Linked DNA regions of Mus musculus: all the other regions are linked to region 1. A link is a contact called in public HiChIP or PLAC-seq, Micro-C and promoter capture Hi-C data. All regions are on one chromosome and are shown on one strand. Each heading gives the region's core, a stretch centred on a gene start, on an enhancer-like site or on the middle of the called end of the contact. The rest is flanking DNA. Distances are from core to core; before and after follow the strand shown.

What was found. Promoter capture Hi-C pulls out the DNA fragments that hold promoters and counts their contacts. Hi-C and Micro-C count contacts between places; a contact is called where the count stands out from the background. HiChIP or PLAC-seq counts read pairs in DNA pulled down with a chosen protein or histone mark.
Region 2: a promoter capture Hi-C map of the HPC-7 cell line shows a contact between it and region 1. The contact joins the enhancer-like site here to the promoter of Pou5f1 in region 1. A contact is called at or near these places in 1 of 39 promoter capture datasets (the HPC-7 cell line) and 2 of 115 datasets of contacts at active chromatin or transcription factors (memory CD8 T cells and pancreatic cancer cells).
Region 3: a Micro-C map of embryonic stem cells shows a contact between it and region 1, with 2.7 times the contacts expected there. The contact joins the promoter of Tubb5 here to the promoter of Pou5f1 in region 1. A contact is called at or near these places in 8 of 39 promoter capture datasets (the C10 cell line, the HPC-7 cell line, cranial neural crest and 4 more), 1 of 15 datasets of contacts at CTCF or cohesin (the NIH/3T3 cell line), 6 of 484 Hi-C or Micro-C datasets (the G1E-ER4 cell line, embryonic stem cells, erythroblasts and 1 more), 7 of 115 datasets of contacts at active chromatin or transcription factors (effector CD8 T cells, embryonic stem cells, memory CD8 T cells and 1 more) and 4 of 9 other capture datasets (adipose tissue, embryonic stem cells, liver and 1 more).
Region 4: a FOXA1 HiChIP or PLAC-seq map of pancreatic cancer cells shows a contact between it and region 1. The contact joins the promoter of Tnf here to the promoter of Pou5f1 in region 1. A contact is called at or near these places in 2 of 115 datasets of contacts at active chromatin or transcription factors (memory CD8 T cells and pancreatic cancer cells).

What each region holds. Positions count from the first base shown.
Region 1 is chr17:35,504,413-35,507,797 of GRCm38.p6, reverse strand. It overlaps Pou5f1 (POU domain, class 5, transcription factor 1), which reads right to left and starts at 1,766. Exons shown (of 5, transcript NM_013633.3): 1 at 1,315-1,766. The coding sequence starts at 1,698. It overlaps Gm32362 (a long non-coding RNA gene), which reads left to right and starts at 2,061. Exons shown (of 3, transcript XR_385564.3): 1 at 2,061-2,372. RefSeq lists promoters at 1,720-1,989, 1,747-3,385, 1,696-3,385 and enhancers at 2,657-2,899, 1,981-2,989, 2,984-3,385.
Region 2 is chr17:35,996,997-36,000,381 of GRCm38.p6, reverse strand. All of the region lies in intron 1 of A930015D03Rik (RIKEN cDNA A930015D03 gene), which reads right to left. Among named protein-coding and RNA genes, the nearest start is that of A930015D03Rik, 4.2 kb to the right of the region's middle. Within about 2 kb of position 1,646, at least 132 of the 459 cell types and tissues checked have an H3K27ac peak or open chromatin away from gene starts, as enhancers often do. A contact at or near this core is called in the HPC-7 cell line, where this site is marked.
Region 3 is chr17:35,836,466-35,839,850 of GRCm38.p6, reverse strand. Tubb5 (tubulin, beta 5 class I) reads left to right here and starts at 1,550. Exons shown (of 4, transcript NM_011655.5): 1 at 1,550-1,854; 2 at 3,115-3,223. The coding sequence starts at 1,798.
Region 4 is chr17:35,200,290-35,203,674 of GRCm38.p6, reverse strand. It overlaps Tnf (tumor necrosis factor), which reads left to right and starts at 1,668. Exons shown (of 4, transcript NM_013693.3): 1 at 1,668-2,020; 2 at 2,537-2,591; 3 at 2,770-2,817; 4 at 3,112-3,385. The coding sequence starts at 1,835. Lta (lymphotoxin A) reads left to right here. Exons shown (of 4, transcript NM_010735.2): 4 at 1-510.

The sequences.
Region 1 (3,385 bases), core at 517-3,016:
TGTGAACCGGACCCCCCCCCCCCAAAATGGCTGTCGGTTTCTCAGGCTTTTCTGTCTCTAACAGAAGACAGAAATGGAGGCAGTCATCTGGGGAGATGCAAGTCAGCCTTGAGGGCGGAAGAGGAGCAGGTTGTTGGAGCAAAGGTCCAGGATGGAGGGCTGAGGTGCTCCACAAAGGCTGGCCAACCCAGGGCACAGACAGAAGCAGCAGCCAGTGAGGCACACCTCAATGCCATTTCAATGGAAAAGGATTCTCTCGGCTTCAGACAGACTTTCATCTCCAACTGCTCCTCAAAAGACCAAAACTTGTAATCGCCCTCAGCAGTGTCTTTGGCTTTTCTAAATCCTATTTTGAGGATTTGGGATTAGCTTAACTAAGGTTCAAATCTCTTGCTTCATTAAGGGCCATTTAAGATGTGAGATAAACTATTAATGCCTTCCTAGGGGACTCCCGGCGGCATACAGGACCTGAGATAACACAGAAACTGGCACTTAGGGAGGGGACTCCTGCTACAACAATCGCTAAGCTGTCGGAACTCCCGGCGGGCATCGGTATCCACTCGCACCTTGTTCTTAAGGCTAATTGCTTACACTTGCTCCAGAGTGCTGGCTGTAGGCCATCAGACACTAAGCAAGGCCCGTGCACTCACAGAATGATCTTAAGATGGCCTGGAGATAAAACTCCCCTACCCAAGGGTGTCCCTTTCTTGTTTACAAGGAAAGGTAGAAAGGCTGAAATCGATCAGATCTGCACCTCAGGCACTACAAGGGTCTGCTCGTGTAAAGGTGACTCATGGAGTCTGAGGCTAAAGTAGACAGGCCGTAAACTTGACTGAAGGTGAGCCCTACTCCACACATGGCCCAAACAAGAGCTCCTATCAGCAGCCAGTCACACCCAACCTCTTCAGTAACAATAACTCCAGGATAAGCACCATTTTTTACCCCCCCAGCCATGCCTAACCTTAAGGCCAAGTTCCTGGGTCCGACTGTGATCCAAGTCCCCAGAGGGGCTGATATGTTTTTTTTTTTGGGGGGGGGCTGATTTTCACGCATCACTGGTGTACAGACAGTGATGGCATGAAGCAAGTGTCGGGACACAGGCCAGGCCTAGGTGACCTACATGACAAGGGCCAGGCCGAAACAATCCAGGCCGGTTTCTGATTCTTGCAATTCTGGGTTCTAGTCCACACTGCGTCGTGCTTCTCAGGAGGCCCGGCAGCCATCACCACCTTTGGCAGGCAGGGTGGCTACCCTACATGTTCCCAATTCCCTTCACTGCTGCCTCTGCCAGCCCAGCCAAGTCCCTTCACTTACCTCCTCGGGAGTTGGTTCCACCTTCTCCAACTTCACGGCATTGGGGCGGTCGGCACAGGGCTCAGAGGAGGTTCCCTCTGAGTTGCTTTCCACTCGTGCTCCTGCCTGGCCCTCAGGCTGCAAAGTCTCCACGCCAACTTGGGGGACTAGGCCCAGTCCAACCTGAGGTCCACAGTATGCCATCCCTCCGCAGAACTCGTATGCGGGCGGACATGGGGAGATCCCCAATACCTCTGAGCCTGGTCCGATTCCAGGCCCACCTGGAGGCCCTTGGAAGCTTAGCCAGGTTCGAGGATCCACCCAGCCCGGCTCCAGCCCTGCTGACCCATCACCCCCACCTGGTGGGGGTGAGAAGGCGAAGTCTGAAGCCAGGTGTCCAGCCATGGGGAAGGTGGGCACCCCGAGCCGGGGGCCTGGTGGAAAGACGGCTCACCTAGGGACGGTTTCACCTCTCCCTCCCCAATCCCACCCTCTAGCCTTGACCTCTGGCCCCGCCCCCTGGGTGGGTGGAGGAGCAGAGCTGTGGGGGTGGGAGAAACTGAGGCGAGCGCTATCTGCCTGTGTCTTCCAGACGGAGGTTGGGGACGTCTGGACAGGACAACCCTTAGGACGGGACCCCAGGAGGCCTTCATTTTCAACCTTCAAGGTCCTCTCACCCCTGCCTTGGGTCACCGGACACCTCACAAACCAGTTGCTCGGATGCCCCATCGCACCACAAAGCCTGTTGGCACTGCACCCTCTCGGCCTGTCCTTACAGCCCACTCAGCCATCCTCTGGAGAGCCTAAAACATCCATTGAATGTTCGTGTGCCAATTATTTCTGGGGCCACTCCTCAGTTCTTGCTTACCCACCCGTCTAGAGTCCTAGATATGGGTGAACCCAGTATTTCAGCCCATGTCCAAGGCCAGGACAAGACAGCCATTGCACCTCCAGTCCTCCAGAGTTTAGAGGCTCTACACCATGGGACCCCGAGCCCCAACCAGATATGTCCCCAGAGACCCCAGAGAAGTGCTGGCTCTGCGTTTTCAGAGCACAGTATTCCATCTTGTGTTGTCCAGGTTGGTAGATTAGACACTAACCACCCCCCAACCCCCATAAGACCTGCACCCAGGCTCCATCCCCTCACAGTTAAGGCCGGGGCCTCTTTCCTCAAGATTCTCAGTTCTCCCTCCCCCCACCTCCTCATCCCAGGCTTCCAGCCTAGTTCCTGGGTGGAGAAACCCAACGGGTGGGAGGTGGGTAGAGAGAAGAAATATCTGACTTCAGGTTCAAAGGGGCCTGGGAGGGACTGGGGGAAGGGGGCAGGACAATGGCCTTGGCTGGACAATCCTGGTCCCCAGAGGGGGCAGCTCTAACCCTAAACAAGTACTCAACCCTTGAATGGGCCAGGATGGCTCCCCTGGGGACAACTTCCTGCTCCCCAACCCCCTCCTGAGCCCCAATCCCCTCACACAAGACTTCCCCAGCTCTCCACCTCTCCTCAAAGACAGAGCCTCAGATGGAGATACCCTGCTTCCCTTCCTCCAGGGACTCCGGTGTTCATCCTCGTCACCCACCCCTCCCCCATTCCTGTGCTGGCGGAAAGACACTAAGGAGACGGGATTAGGAGGAGGGGGTGCAGAGAGCCTACCCTGAACTTCCCTAGAGTGGTTTTCTGGGCCCAGTCTGAGGATCCCATTACTGGCCTGGTGCTTAGTTATCTTTGCAAGAGAATAGCCCTCAGAGTGCCTGTCTGCAAGGGATGGTGTTTGTCTGTCTGCTCCTACACCATGCTCTGAACGAAGGCCCCAGGGTGAATCACACAGCCTCAAAAAGCCCAGAGCACCCCACAGTGTACATAGCCAGGACAGAGTTCTGAGCCTGGGCCCAGCCCGCCTGAGCTGTTGGCTAGGGTCAGTGGCTCTAGGTGCCCTGGGGGGCGGGGGTGTCTCTTGATGGTAGTCTTCATCAGGTAGAGATGGAACCTTTCTCTATAAAACAAGCTGCCCTTGAACTCCTGATAATTCTCCTGCCTCAGCTTCATCGACTTCACCAAATTCACCCTGAGACTTTGAAAAAAAAATTGCGTTTT
Region 2 (3,385 bases), core at 397-2,896, 490 kb before region 1:
GGCTATCCTGGAACTCACTTTGTAGACCAGGCTGGCCTCGAACTTAGAAAGTTGGAAGGGGGTCTCGGATGCCCTGGAAATGTGACAGACAGCTGTGAGCCACCGTGTGATCCTCTGCAGGAGCAGCCTGGTGTTCTTGACCACTGAGCCATCTCTCCTATCTTTGCTAGTGTGCTGTGGGGTCCAATTCATATTTCTCAAGGTTGGTGGCAACAAGGTTTGGTGAAACTTAAAACCTACATTCAGCCAGGAACAGTGATACACGCCTTTAATCCCAGCACTCAGGAGACAGAAGCAGGCGGATCTCTGTGAGTTCAAGGCTGACCTGGTTTACATAGCAAGTTCTAGTATAATCAGGGCTACATCAAGAGAGACCCTGTTTCAAAAAACCAAATAAGGGGCTGGAGAGATGGCTCAGCAGCTATGATTGTTGAGCATTCTTACAGAGGACCTGGGTTCAGTTCTCAGTACCCACATGGCAGATTACAAGCTTTTGTAACTCTGGCTCTAGGCACATACATGGTGCACAGACAAAAATATACACACTCATAAAACAAAAATATATGTTAAACAAAGATTTACCTAAATACATAAAACAAACAAAAGAGTGTATCTCTTTTTTTTTTTTTTAAGATTTACTTATATGTAAGTACACTGTGAGCCACCATGTGGTTGCTGGGATTTGAACTCAGAACCTTTGGAGGAGCAGTCAGTGCTCTTACCCGCTGAGCCATCTCGCCAGCCCAAGAGTGTATCTCTTACTAGGGCTTCAAGCTTTTTTTTCTCCACAGGCTTTGTACCCACATGGTGCACAAAGAGAGAAGGAGGTGAACGCTAAATTTAGAAGAAACACGTGGGGAGTTAAGGTTATTCTAACAAAAGGAAGTGGTCGGGTACTGTGTGTGTGGCAAACATCTGCAACCTGGGACTACTGTCGGGTGCCGACCAAAGGGAGAAATGAAAAGTTTCTGTTTAATGGATACAGAGTTTCAGTTTTACAAGGTGAAGAAGTTCTGAAGACAGATGGTACGGATGGTCACACAAAGATATGGATATATTTACTGCCATTGAAGCGTCCCTAAGGTGGTTAATCTGAAAAATTATATTTATTATTTAAAGTACTAAAATGTCAAGCTAACTTCAATAATTGTTTTATTTTGTACAACAAAAGATGTTTAGCATTATTTAGAACTTTGTTCCATCTCTTAGGAATTTGGCACGTGGTTGTCAAGGTACACGTGTAAGGCCAGATAACAAACTGTATGGTGGGTTCTTACCCAAGAATGTGAGTCCAAGAGCTGGAACTCACGTGATCAAGCTTGGTGACATGTGCCTTTACCCACTGAGCCTTCTCATCAACCCAAGTTTCCCAGTAATTAAATAATCTGTTTCCCTAATTCTTATTTAAGCAAACAAAGCAGTTAAGGTACAGCAGGAGGCAGGTGATGATGGCCTTGCATGAGGTTAATTTAATAATGTAACCATTTTAGAGAATATAACTATTAGAGCGAGAGCGAGAGAGCGAGAGAAAGAGAGAGAGAGAGAGAGAGAGAGAGAGAGAGGAGGGGGGAGAGGGAGAGGAAACAGCTGCCTCTCACACACAGTGTTCTGGGCTATCCCTTCCCCTCACTACCAATAAGTGCCCTGGTGTCTGCCCACACTGCCACTGCCACTGCCACTGCACCTGCCAGCCTCTTCCACTGAACACAGACTGATTCCTCTACAACTTAAGTTAGTCTCTCCCAGTGTCTCCCTTCCTCTAGCCCTCTCCCTCTGTCTCCTCTCCTTATAAAAGAAAGAAAGAAAGAAAGAAAGAAAGAAGGAAAGAAAAAGAAAGAAAGAAAACAAACTTACTGGGTGCTTGCTTTCCGTTTCAGAGGGTTAGTCCATTACCATCCCAAGAGGAAGCATGCCAAACAGACAGGCATGGCGCTAGAAAAGTAGCTGAGAGCTTTAAATCATGATCCACAGGCAGAGGAAAGACAGACAGACAGACAGACAGAGGCAGACTGGGTCTGGCAAGGACTTTCAAAATCTTAAAAGCCACCCTAGGGACACACCTCCTCCAACAAGGCCACACCCCTAGTCCTTCACAACACTCCACCAACTGGGAACCAAGCATCCAAATTGAGGAACTAAACCTTAAGTGAGTAAGTTACATGTCACAAAGTAGCCATCACTTTTCTCAGTACTGAAACAAAATACCTCAAAAAAGAAAAGAAAGAAAAAGAAAAGAAAAAACAAAACACTTAAAGAAGTATCTTTTTTTGGCTCACCCTTTGAAAGATACACTCACTTTACCATGGCTGGGAAGGCAAGGTTGCTGGTCACACTGCACCCACAATCGAGAAGCAGAGAGTGGGGAGTGCTCCTAGTAGCCGGTCCCTTTTTATTCAGCCCGCACCCCAAGCCCACAGGAGCTGGCTAACCCAACAAACCTGACTGGCCTGGAAGCCCCACCCACCAACCCCCATCACCACGCCTCTGCCTCCCTAGTGAGAGGATTGCGAGCTGCCACCAGGCTGATTTTCACTCGGGTGCAAGGGATTTGAAATCAGAGCCTCGTGCTTGTACAGATAGCGCTTTTGCTGACTGAGCGATCTCTCCGGCCTCAAATTTGCTAATCTCTGTGATATAAAAAATGCAAAGTGAGCTGGGCAGCGGGGCACATCTTTGATCTTGGCACGGGGCTGGGGGAGGGGCGGAGGGGTCGGTTTTTTTGGAGCTCGAAAGAGGCTTAGTCTACAGAGTGAGTTCCAGGATAGTCAAGGTTATACAATAGACAAAAAAATCAAAACCAACCCCTGCAAAGTGACATCACTGAGCATGATTTAAGGTGAGATAATATAGACAAAGTCTCCCGCTAGCATAGAGAAGAGCAAAGTGTGGCAGGATAACCAAGCAACAGGTTTTGAGTATTTACTGTTGTGGCAGACATAACCATTTAAGACAGGAGAAAAAATGTTTGTCAATCCTTGTGAAGATGAATTCAAAGAAAGAATGCAAAGTAATCAAGCTACAATTGTGAAAGATGGTTGCTCCTCGTTAGAATTCTGGCCAGATTCATGCTTCACTCTTGGCAGGTGAGTAAGACGAAGCCTGCCTGCCCTGTCTTCGTGACTGGCTGGGCCAGGGTCACCTAGCCTTCCTGCCAATATGCAACCTCCTGTCAGATGCTGCCCTCTAGTGACCTTTTGGGGAACTGATCGTAGAATCTCCATCTTCTCGGTCTTTCTAGACAGCCGCCTAGAACTGTCAGCCTAAACCACAGACAAGGCCTGCTTGCATCCCCTAGTGGTGCAAAACGGTGCAACACGTATCGGGGATCCCATCACTCGATCCAGCAGCAGCTTGGTCGCTCTCCAGCCACAGAACACATAAGGGT
Region 3 (3,385 bases), core at 301-2,800, 330 kb before region 1:
TATCCGTATTTCTTGGGAGTTTGGGCAGGCACAATCTAATTTTTCCTTTCTATTTGTTCATTTAGAGACTGAAGCTAAAGCTTGTACCTCAAGCTGTCTAGGTAGCCTCTAGGTAGCCGGTGTTGACCTTGAACTTCCCTTGCCTTCTAGTCAGAATTCGGGGACTAATCATGTGAACCACTCTTGCTCTAATTAATCATTTTGTATCCCTTTAAAGCTTTGAGGATACTTAGTAATTTTCGAAACCCTGGAAAGAGAACATTAAGGCCTCTAACTTGAGCCCATTCAATCAACTCCCTTCTTCCTGCTCAGTTCCAGCACATTGCCACAGACTCACCTAATGAATAAAATCATTTAACTGGAAAAACAAACAAATCCCCTTGCTTCAAGCAAGTGTCTGAGAGAGGGAGGCACTGTCTAAAGACTGACATTCTCTTAGTCTGTCCACCCTACAGCCTGTCCTGACAGGATGACCAGAATGTCTTCAGCGTCGTCTGAAAGGCCCAAATCCCACGCAGATTTTACATACACCTTCTGTCTTAGGCAGGATTTCCATTCCTGCACAACCAAGAAGCAAGTTGGGGAGGAAAGGGTTTATTCAGCTCACACTTCCACATTGCTATTCATCACTGAATGAAGTCAGGACTGGAACTCAAGCAGGTCAGAAAGCAGGAGCTGATGCAGAGGCCATGGAGGGATGTTCTTTACTGGTTTGCTCAGCTTGCTCTCTTATAGAACCAAGACTACCAGCCCAGAGATGGCCCCACCCACAATGGGCCCTTCCCCCTTGATCACTAATTGAGAAAATGCCTTACAGTTGGATCTCATGGAGGCATTTCCCCAACTGAAGCTCCTTTCTCGGTGATAACTCCAGTCTGTGTCAAGTTGACACATAAAACCAGCCAGTACACCTTCATTCTTTTGGGACATCAGCTCCATGCAGTTTTCACCACGATCTTTGCAATTTTGTTTCTCTTTTGAAAATCCTTGAGACAACTCCCTTGGAAACAGAAGGGTAATTCTTTCTTCTGGAGGGATGCGAGGGAGCTGTGCCTTACTGAAATTCCTGTCTTGGGATCACAAAGAACTAGATACTGTGTATCAGGGAAGGACAACATAGTTCTCAGGATTTTCCGCTGAGCTATGCAGTCTGGCTTTTCTAGACCTACTGCGGTGGGCAGCTGGCAGGGCGTGTCCAACACACCTTCCAACTCTGGCACCTCAGATCTCCTAATTACTACATTTCTCCAAACCTCTTTTAGTACAAAATCCTCTCTCAGAATAGAAAATAGGAATCTCGTGTGAGGACATTTTTCATGAAAAAATAAAATCACACACACACAAGATAACCCCAATTCCTCATACAGTACCCACCCATTCCTAACTTCTTTTTGCAGCGTGGACAACAATAGAGAACTACAACTCCCAAAAAAGACTGCGCTCGCCACTGGCTCAGAAACCAATGGCCGCCTGGCACGTGATCGGTTGGTCTAATCAGCGACTGGTTGGGTAGGCTTTGTCTAAGACCCGGGGCGCCCGCCTATCTCCCGCCCCCGGCCGCGCGAACGCGAGCCCCGCCCTGCGCGCCTTCCCTCCTGCGCTCGCCGGCCTCTTCTGCCTCTTAGAACCTTCCTGCGGTCGTGCTTGCATCTCGCTGCTGCAGCCTCCCGGGCTCCGGTCCATCCTTTCAGTCTGAGACCGGCCCAGAAGAAAAAAACCCCAAAAACCTTAATTTTCTTTCTTGTTCGGTACCTACATTGGAACCATCAAAAACAATTATTTCAGTAAACCGTAGCCATGAGGGAAATCGTGCACATCCAGGCCGGACAGTGTGGCAACCAGATCGGTGCTAAGGTAAGGACTTTAAAATTTTAGCTGAAATATGTAAAGATGAGAATTCTGTGTTAATTGTGAGCATTGTTCACGGAGTTCTTGCATTCTCCACCCGTCAGATTTGGCCCCTCAAAGTTTTTCACGTATAAATATAACCCATATTTGTAGCTAGCGTTCTGATATTGAAAAATGAGGAAATGTTTTTCTTGGCACATTTTCGGAAAGCTAATAAAAGAGCCTTTCGAGTTTAGGGAAAAGGAGAGGCTGAGGGACTGTGAAGAGCTGGTCTTAAAAGGGGTTTTCTAACGGTTCGAGGACTGGAGGGATGCGGAAACGATCCGAGACAAAGCCGAGGCGAGGTTTTCCCCTTGCGCCACCCCCACCCAGCCTGGAGGGCTCTACTGGAACAGAATGGAGGGGGGAAGGGGCGAGGTTTGGCGGGCAGCTGCAGAGGTGCCCGGTGCGCATTACCTCTCAACAAAGGCTTGGACACTCCATCGAACCCGCCATCCCAATGCTTTTTTTAGGTAATGACTCTGTATAGGGGCCTACTTTTACTTTTCATTGCCCTTTAGGGTGTGAGCGGTATGAAAGTGAGCTTTTCAAATATGTGAGACTGTCTGGGAGACTAAGGAGAGGGAAGGAAGGGAATAAAGATAGGCAATGGGGCTTTTTAAAGATTTTTCCCCCTTTTTTGCTAGCAATTAACAATGTAGCGGGGGAGGGGAGGGAGGAAGTGCGGCCGCTAAATTGTAGCCGAAGGGTGGGACCCTTTGGGGGCGGGGTTGGAGCCCCTGGCGCGCAGGGACAATGCGGCCCCTACCCGCGGGGGCGCACTGGCCCCGCCCCTCGAGCTAGGCCCCGCCCGCGCTGCTCCCGCCTTTGTGGTTTGCTGGAGGAGCGGCCCGCCACCGCAGTCACGTGGAGCACGTAAGGGGTGGGCGACTGCAGTGGCCGCACCTTTCTCCCCCAACTCTTTTGTGCTGGCCTGGAAGGGCGGTTCCTGGCTTCAGGAGCCAACCTGGGTGCAAAGCCAAATAGGTGGGCTCCAATCCGCCCACATAGAGGTTTATAGCGCCTGACCCACCCATCACCGGTCCTATGCCGAAAGGTTTTAGCCTTCCATCGCGTAGGTTCCTCCATGGGACTTCCGCAAGCAGATAACGGAATTGCAGTGTCTTCACCTCAGCCTCGTTTCAGCGTGTCTGGAATTGAAATGAGGGGCGGGAGGCATGCCTTAGGACTTGAGACATTGAGGCCTCGTTGCTCTTCCCTGTGCAGTTCTGGGAGGTGATAAGCGATGAACATGGCATCGACCCCACCGGTACCTACCACGGTGACAGCGACCTGCAGCTGGACCGAATCTCTGTGTACTATAATGAAGCCACAGGTGAGGGCAGAAATCCCCACTTAACATTTATTCCCTGTCCCCTGTATTGGACAGTGAGCCCAGATGAATGCATCACTGGCTGCCCTGGAACTCCCATAGATCGTCTACCTCTCAAGTGCTGGGTTTAAGGAGAGCATCACCACGCCCTGTTTTTCCACACTT
Region 4 (3,385 bases), core at 419-2,918, 300 kb after region 1:
CATCCCCACAGTCTCCAGCCTTCCCCACTAAAATAACCTGGAGCTCTCACGGGAGTCTGAGACACTTCAGGGGACTACATCTTCCCCAGGGCCACTCCAGATGCTCAGGGGACGACTCAAGCCTACCTAGAAGTTCCTGCACAGAGCAGGGTTTTTGTGGGTCTAGGTCGGACAGAGACCTGGACATGAAGGAGGGACAGACATGGGAGAGGTGGCTGGGAACAGGGGAAGGTTGACTATTTATGGAGAGAAAAGTTAAGTTATTTATTTATAGAGAATAGAAAGAGGGGAAAAATAGAAAGCCGTCAGATGACAACTAGGTCCCAGACACAAAGGTGTCTCACCTCAGACAGGACCCATCTAAGAGAGAGATGGCGAGAGAATTAGATGTGGGTGACCAAGGGGTTCTAGAAGAAAGCACGAAGCTCTAAAAGCCAGCCACTGCTTGGCTAGACATCCACAGGGACCCCCTGCACCATCTGTGAAACCCAATAAACCTCTTTTCTCTGAGATTCTGTCTGCTTGTGTCTGTCTTGCGTTGGGGGAGAAACTTCCTGGTCTCTTTAAGGAGTGGAGCAGGGGACAGAGGCCTCAGTTGGTCCATGGGATCCGGGCAGAGCAAAGAGACATGAGGAGCAGGCAGCTCCCAGAGACATGGTGGATTCACGGGAGTGAGGCAGCTTAACTGCCGGAGGAGACCCAAAGGATGAGCTAGGGAGATCCATCCAAGGGTGGAGAGAGATGAGGGTTCTGGGGAGAAGTGACTCCACTGGAGGGTGGGAGAGTGTTTAGGAGTGGGAGGGTGGGGGAGGGGAATCCTTGGAAGACCGGGGAGTCATACGGATTGGGAGAAATCCTGGAAGCAGGGCTGTGGGACCTAAATGTCTGAGTTGATGTACCGCAGTCAAGATATGGCAGAGGCTCCGTGGAAAACTCACTTGGGAGCAGGGACCCAAAGCAGCAGCCTGAGCTCATGATCAGAGTGAAAGGAGAAGGCTTGTGAGGTCCGTGAATTCCCAGGGCTGAGTTCATTCCCTCTGGGGCTGCCCCATACTCATCCCATTACCCCCCCCACCAGCCCTCCCAAAGCCCATGCACACTTCCCAACTCTCAAGCTGCTCTGCCTTCAGCCACTTCCTCCAAGAACTCAAACAGGGGGCTTTCCCTCCTCAATATCATGTCTCCCCCCTTATGCACCCAGCTTTCAGAAGCACCCCCCCATGCTAAGTTCTCCCCCATGGATGTCCCATTTAGAAATCAAAAGGAAATAGACACAGGCATGGTCTTTCTACAAAGAAACAGACAATGATTAGCTCTGGAGGACAGAGAAGAAATGGGTTTCAGTTCTCAGGGTCCTATACAACACACACACACACACACACACACACACACACACACACACACCCTCCTGATTGGCCCCAGATTGCCACAGAATCCTGGTGGGGACGACGGGGAGGAGATTCCTTGATGCCTGGGTGTCCCCAACTTTCCAAACCCTCTGCCCCCGCGATGGAGAAGAAACCGAGACAGAGGTGTAGGGCCACTACCGCTTCCTCCACATGAGATCATGGTTTTCTCCACCAAGGAAGTTTTCCGAGGGTTGAATGAGAGCTTTTCCCCGCCCTCTTCCCCAAGGGCTATAAAGGCGGCCGTCTGCACAGCCAGCCAGCAGAAGCTCCCTCAGCGAGGACAGCAAGGGACTAGCCAGGAGGGAGAACAGAAACTCCAGAACATCTTGGAAATAGCTCCCAGAAAAGCAAGCAGCCAACCAGGCAGGTTCTGTCCCTTTCACTCACTGGCCCAAGGCGCCACATCTCCCTCCAGAAAAGACACCATGAGCACAGAAAGCATGATCCGCGACGTGGAACTGGCAGAAGAGGCACTCCCCCAAAAGATGGGGGGCTTCCAGAACTCCAGGCGGTGCCTATGTCTCAGCCTCTTCTCATTCCTGCTTGTGGCAGGGGCCACCACGCTCTTCTGTCTACTGAACTTCGGGGTGATCGGTCCCCAAAGGGATGAGGTGAGTGTCTGGGCAACCCTTATTCTCGCTCACAAGCAAAACGGGTTAGGAGGGCAAGAAGGACAGTGTGAGGGAAAGAAGTGGGCTAATGGGCAGGGCAAGGTGGAGGAGAGTGTGGAGGGGACAGAGTCAGGACCTCGGACCCATGCGTCCAGCTGACTAAACATCCTTCGTCGGATGCACAGAGAGATGAATGAACGAACAAGTGTGTTCACACGTGGAGAGATCTGGAAAGATGTGGCCAGGGGAAGAGGGGATAAGCAAGAGATAAAACTCAGAGACAGAAATGAGAGAGGCATGAGAGATAAGGAGGAAGATGAAGGGGAGATAACGGGAGATCAAGCACAGAGGGCACCGCAGAAAGAAGCCGTGGGTTGGACAGATGAATGAATGAAGAAGAAAAACACAAAGCTGGGGGGTGGGGTGGGGCAAAGAGGAACTGTAAGCGGGGCAATCAGCCGGGAGGCTTCTCCTTTGGGGTGAGTCTGTCTTAACTAACCTCCTTTTCCTACACAGAAGTTCCCAAATGGCCTCCCTCTCATCAGTTCTATGGCCCAGACCCTCACACTCAGTAAGTGTTCCCACACCTCTCTCTTAATTTAAGATGGAGGAAGGGCAGTTAGGCATGGGATGAGATGGGGTGGGGGGAGAACTTAAAGCTTTGGTTTGGGAGGAAAGGGGTCTAAGTGCATAGATGCTTGCTGGGAAGCCTAAAAGGCTCATCCTTGCCTTTGTCTCTTCCCCTCCAGGATCATCTTCTCAAAATTCGAGTGACAAGCCTGTAGCCCACGTCGTAGGTAAGATTTCTTTACATGTGCCTTGAGAATGAAGGGGCATGATTTTGGGGGGCGGGTTGAGGGGTGTCGAGCCAGGCTGAGAAAAGACAGAGCTCTTAGAGACAGCACGTGAGAGTCAGAGCAGTGACTCAAAAGCAAGGCATCAGGGGGCCACCCGGGACCTCATAGCCAATGGGATGTGGAAAGACAGAGGGTGCAGGAACCGGAAGTGAAGTGTGGGTAGCTGCTGAGGCTCAGGATGTGGAGTGTGAACTAAGAGGGTGACACTGACTCAATCCTCCCCCCCCCCCTCAGCAAACCACCAAGTGGAGGAGCAGCTGGAGTGGCTGAGCCAGCGCGCCAACGCCCTCCTGGCCAACGGCATGGATCTCAAAGACAACCAACTAGTGGTGCCAGCCGATGGGTTGTACCTTGTCTACTCCCAGGTTCTCTTCAAGGGACAAGGCTGCCCCGACTACGTGCTCCTCACCCACACCGTCAGCCGATTTGCTATCTCATACCAGGAGAAAGTCAACCTCCTCTCTGCCGTCAAGAGCCCCTGCCCCAAGGACACCCCTGAGGGGGCTGA